2 separate regions of the Mus musculus genome follow, and region 1 is linked to region 2. Evidence: chromatin contacts called from public Micro-C data. All regions are on one chromosome and are shown on one strand. Each heading gives the region's core, a stretch centred on a gene start, on an enhancer-like site or on the middle of the called end of the contact. The rest is flanking DNA. Distances are from core to core; before and after follow the strand shown.

Region 1 (2,700 bases), core at 84-2,583, 42 kb before region 2:
TGCTTTGCTAAGTAAACCACTGCTTAATCTGTCTGGCGAGGCATGGTGGCATGTTCCTTTAATCCCAGTACTCAGGAGGCAGACGCAGGTAGAGCTCTGTGTGTTCTAGGCCATCCTGGTCTAATTGCAAGTTCTAGGACAGCCGGAGCTACATAGTGAGACATTTCTTGAAACAAAACAAAACAAAACAAAACAAAACAAAACAAAACACCACAAACTGTCTATGCCTTTTGGGATTGAACCTAGGACCCTGTGTTTGCTAGGCAAGTGTTCTACCACGGAGCTACACATATTTACCCTAGTCTGTGTCTCTTAACTGATTTTTTTCTTCCAGAAGACGTGAAGCAAGAGGCCTCCGTAATAGCAAGATGGTACCACGTAAAGTCTGCTCTTGCCCTCCAGGTGTGGTCCACAGGAGAACAAACAGTGCTGACATCAGGCAGAGTGGAGTCTTGGTCCCTGCCTGAGACTCATTCTCTTTCCTGTCAGTCACTGGATCCTTCCCACTGACTGGACAACCACTACCTTTCCCAGTTGCCTCGGCAGCAGGGGGAGGCTGGATTACTGTCTAGAACACCTCCAGGAATATTCTTTTGGGGGCTGAGGGGGAAAGAGAGACTGAATGTGATTTTCTGAGCACAGTGACCCATGCCTGTAATCCCGGCGCTCAGAAGGCTGAGGCAGTGGGATGATGGGTTTGAGGCTACCTGGATCACATTGCAAGACCCACATTGCAAGACTTCAGTTACATGGGGGGACCCTGGCACTATACAAAGCAAAGCACAAACAAACCAATAAACGCATGCAGCTCCCAGCCTTCCTTCTGCTGCCTACAGCGTGAGGGCTAGAGTATAGCAGCTAATCCGGATGCCGAGGACAAGGGCCAGCTCCAGGTGGGCAGAGAACACACTAAGAGAAAACCCGAACCTAGTGATCACACTGGCCTGAGGCTGCTAACGCCTTAGTGTCTTCTCCCTGGAGGAGACGTACTCTTGTCAGCAGCCTAGTTTTCTTCCTTTTTCCTCTTACATGAGATGGAGCACGATTCTAACCGAGTGAGTCATAGCTAAAGCATGTTGATCTAAGTAGCATAAAATTTCACATTTCTGCAGCCTTGATTAAATTCATGTTATATGCAGTAACTCAAGTGCATATCATTTGCAAAAAAAAAAAAATGCACCTATGGCAGGGGGTGGGGGGAGTGCACTGTAACTTAATTTCTTATATGAATTTTTCATGGATGGAAAAAGTCCTTACGCAGGACTATGGAAACCTGAAATACGCAGAGGCAAGTCTGTTCCTGTGTACACCGCAGAAACCAGACACTGCCCCACTGCCTCCCCCAACACAGACTCATTACACAGCGCTGTTGCTCTCTGTTTCGAGTGGGCATTTGCCATATGGCTTGGTGGGTTAATCATTTCCTGGTACTTGACAAAAACGAAGCACAGTCATTTTGCAAGGAGCTCCTGCTCCTAGATGGGTCTTTTCCAAATAACAGCTGTGCCTCAAAATTGAGTTACTCAATTTGCAATTTGTGGACACAATACTCAAACATTTACAAGTGAGCAAAACCTCAAGCCACTTGGGCTATTTCCAGACATCAGAGACGATGAAAGGGTTTAGCAATGTTCCGAGGGTTCAGCTGTCCACAAGCTCCAGCCAAAATCTTAGAACCACCAGAGCCTTTGGGCAGTAGTCATGTTTGATAGGAGGTCATGATGAGGGTTACCATCAATTGAGGGAGAGAAAGAATACCAGAAATATCTGGCTTCAAAGCCCACAGAATAAACTTGTATGTCTTTCTATCTACTCTGAGCCACATTTATGCAGATGTTACCAGGACGCACATCTCTGGTCTTAATACTGCTTATAGGTACCTACAGGTCCATACCAACTTGATAACTAGCTAGACTGGCATGGACTCAAAATTAACAACTTTCTAGTCGACTTACTTTGAATGACTGTCCACTAAGAGAAGACAGGTACATTACATTAGCAAACACCCCTACATTTTAAAGTAGAATTTGTTTCTTATTTATACACTCATTCCAAGCAGCTCAGAACTCCACTCTCTCTATATTTATTTCTTAAACCAGGACTCAAAAGAGGAGAACCTTGAGTAGAGCCAGCCCCTGTCGGGGTGCCAGTCTGGGGATATAAGGGGTAGGAAAGATGACCTGTGTCCCGCCAGAGCTCCAGGGCTCTAGGCGGGCGGATGTGAGAGACTGCTATGGGACACCACGGAACTGCTCAGGGACAGAGAACAAAGTGAGGGGCTCAGTCAGTCCTGGGGATGAAGGGAGAAGGGGCAGGGGGGAAAGAGCACTGGGTGGTTCCCTCTTGGGTGAGTGGTGGAAACGCTGAAGGCCTTCTTGCGGGAGATAAGACTTGACTCTTTAAGGGAAGGTCTATTCCATTGCTCCAGCACAGCAGGTTTCGACAATCCATGGTTTTAGAGCTATATTATAGAAAACAGAGAGAGGGAAAAGGTAGAGAAGTAGAGGCCTGCCATGGCCATGTGGGGAGAGGGAGGGGGAGAGAAGGAGCAAGAGGGCTAGAGAGAAAGCAAGAGAAGCAAGAGAGGCAAGAGAGGCAAGAAAGAGAGGAGGGGCCAAGCAGCCCCTTTTATAATGGGCTGGGCTACCTTGCTGTTGCAGGGTAACTGTGGAGAGTGGAGTCTGGACAGCCTATGTCACT
Region 2 (2,700 bases), core at 103-2,602:
CAGAGGGGAATGTACTAAGGCGGGGGGGGGGGGGGGGGAAGCTTACTCTGAGACAGACACCTCAAGTTCAGTCTTGAGGAGCAGAGATACCTTCACCCCTGCTGTGCCCGCTGCTGTCTGAACAGCTCTGGCAGCTGCTTCCCACAAACCCATTTCCTGGTAGTACAAGCAGTCCCATCTTAGAACAGTGGCTTAAGAAACTGCCGAGGCAAATGCCCTGATCAAAAGCAACTCGGGTAGGAAGCCTTTATTTGCCTTGCTCTCCCAACGTCACAGTCCCATTAATGATAGAAATCCAGGCAGGGGCTGAAGCTGAGGCCATGGAGGACCACTGCTTCCTGGCTTGTTCTCCAAGGCTTGCTCAGCCTATTACAACTAAGGACCACCACTGGGGTGGGGGACGTGGGAAAGGGTGTGGTGGAATCCCCCACTGTGGGCTGAGCCCTCCTACATACATCAGTAATCAAGAAAATGCCCCCACACCCTTTTGGTCAGGTTAGTCTAATGGTGGCATTTAAAAACTCCAAGTTCTCTCTTTCCAGATGACTCACTTGTTGACGTCGACTAACTAGGACAGGAACTCGCAGGCACCAGCTCTCTGCAGGACGATCCCAAGGGAACCTCCTTCCCAAGCCTTACTTTATGTCTGGAATTCCGTCATTCACGGGGTAGCTTTAGCTCCAGCAGGTTTTGCTGACGGGAAACGTAATAAAACTTCTCCAGCACCCTGCGCTTTTATTTACTTATCTTAAAAATTATCTCCACAGCTCCTACTAATTTGAACTGTCATACTTTAATGTGTGTGGTTTGCCTTTGCTGGAGGTCTCCTCGCTAGTCTGTGCTCTGCGGGGCAGCACGCTACACGTGACAATCGCTGGAACCCCACTTAGGCCAATAGAAAGAGAACACTGAACAATACGCTGTAATTGTCACACACTTACTTTTAACTGACTGTAAACGTGCTGCAGGGGGGATCCGAACCCGTGTCAGCTCGAGCCAATCGGTCAGAAAAGTGACCGTGGGGCTAGCGTGGTTCTGCGCTCCACAGCCATCTGACTCTGTCGTGCGCGCGCGCGCCCGAGTCGCCGCCCCCGAGAGTCACGTGGGCCTGGTAGGTACGCGGGGACTCAAGGCTTCGTGGACACCCACGCGGGCGAAGCAGGCAGCCAAGGTCGCTGGCTGTGCTTACCTGCGCGTCGCGGGGCTCCGCTCAGAGTCAACAGGGACCGCGGATCTGCTGCTCGACCAGGATGGGTCACCCCGCAGATCGCCCTAAGACTAACTAGTCTTGACCCAGGCTGGGGGCGGAGCCGCGAGTGAACTTGACCTTGCGCTCCCAGCTTCCTGCTGTGGGCGGAACTCCCGGGAGACAGAGCGGAGCTTTGCCCCGCCCCCTCAGCGACCTAAGACCACGCCCCGTGCCCCGCCCCCGCTCTTCAGGTCCTCAGTAGATTGTCATCTGTGGCCTTTCTGCTCTGTGTTTTCATTTTTTACTTTTTTTTTTAGTTTTGTATTCTGTTTGTTTCTTTCATCTAACTTTCACTCTGGTTTTTAAAAGCCTGAATTAAAACCATATCAAGCAATGTATGAACAGTTCTTAAAGTATAAAATAGCTACTTACAATGAAAGAAACAAGCCCCTCCTGTTCTGCTCTACCTAGAGCCCTTTTTCATCAGTCCCTTCCTTGGATGGTCACTTTTTGTCGCAAAAAAAAAAAAAAAAAAAAAAAAAAAGAAAGAAAGAAAGAAAAAGAGCTTACATAGCGATTTCTTGATTTATCTATTGACTTTCTGCCATGTTAGATGAGGATTTACTCTTCCTGGGCCCCTGCTTCCCTCTTCTGACACATTTACACCTCTATTCTCCAGCTCTGCCTTGGTGAGGATAAAGGTTGTGGGGGGATGGGGTTCTGAAGCTGGCACAGTTTGGGGGAGGGGAAAATGGGGGCTATTTTAGAAAGAAAATACAATTAGGACTTTCTGGCAAGTATATTCATTCATACTAAGAAATTGCAACCGAATCCTTGGAGATTCAGGACCTACTCCCGGAGGTCTTTGTGTAATTTAGAACCTTAATTTGCCTCGCTAATGCAGAGTAGTTTCTCAGCCTCCCATAACCCTCTATAACTGCCCAGCCCTCACAAGAAGCTTCACCGTGGCCTGTCAATCCTAATGGAGTGAGTTGCAGGGTGGGGGGAAAAATCAAGGGTGATGTCAAGGCTTGTGAATGCTAAACATTTAAGCTCCCCCCTCCTCCTAGCCACAGTGATAAATCAACTCCTGGGTGGAGAGCTAGCTCTGGACCCAGTTTCTATCCCCAGTCTCCCATGATATTCCCAGGCTCTTAGGAAGGGCCACACCTTTGCCATTAATCAGTATGTGGGCACACAGGTAGCCCCACTAAGAAACCAGGGAAAAGATACCTCCCCACTCAGGCAGTAGACCCTGTGCCCTTTGCGTTTCTTCTGGGAAACTTAGGGTACAATGCACCTCCATAAAGTGACCCCAAGCAAGCAGCTTTACCTACTCAGGTTTCAGTTTCCTTCCCTGTAATCAGTAGAAACAACCCTCTACCTCGATGGCTTTGGAGGAGGTTCAAGCAGCACGATAGTAGCTAAGTGTACAGTGTCCTTTGGATAGTTTCTTACTGATGCCAGCAGCGTAGGTGGTGTGTCACAAAATTTGGAGGCATCTGTGAGCA

What was found. Hi-C and Micro-C count contacts between places; a contact is called where the count stands out from the background.
Region 1: a Micro-C map of muscle stem cells shows a contact between it and region 2, with 10 times the contacts expected there. The contact joins the enhancer-like site here to the promoter of Nmnat3 in region 2. A contact is called at or near these places in 1 of 39 promoter capture datasets (macrophages), 16 of 484 Hi-C or Micro-C datasets (CD4 T cells, CD8 T cells, the MNK3 cell line and 8 more), 7 of 115 datasets of contacts at active chromatin or transcription factors (CD8 T cells, bone marrow-derived macrophages, effector CD8 T cells and 3 more) and 2 of 9 other capture datasets (adipose tissue and pancreatic islet).

What each region holds. Positions count from the first base shown.
Region 1 is chr9:98,336,929-98,339,628 of GRCm38.p6, reverse strand. All of the region lies in intron 1 of Nmnat3 (nicotinamide nucleotide adenylyltransferase 3), which reads right to left. Among named protein-coding and RNA genes, the nearest start is that of Gm46126, 39 kb to the right of the region's middle. Within about 2 kb of position 1,333, at least 57 of the 459 cell types and tissues checked have an H3K27ac peak or open chromatin away from gene starts, as enhancers often do. A contact at or near this core is called in the MNK3 cell line, adipose tissue, memory CD8 T cells and 1 more, where this site is marked.
Region 2 is chr9:98,295,222-98,297,921 of GRCm38.p6, reverse strand. Nmnat3 (nicotinamide nucleotide adenylyltransferase 3) reads right to left here and starts at 1,352. Exons shown (of 5, transcript NM_144533.3): 1 at 942-1,352. Gm46126 (a long non-coding RNA gene) reads left to right here. Exons shown (of 2, transcript XR_001779264.2): 2 at 543-725.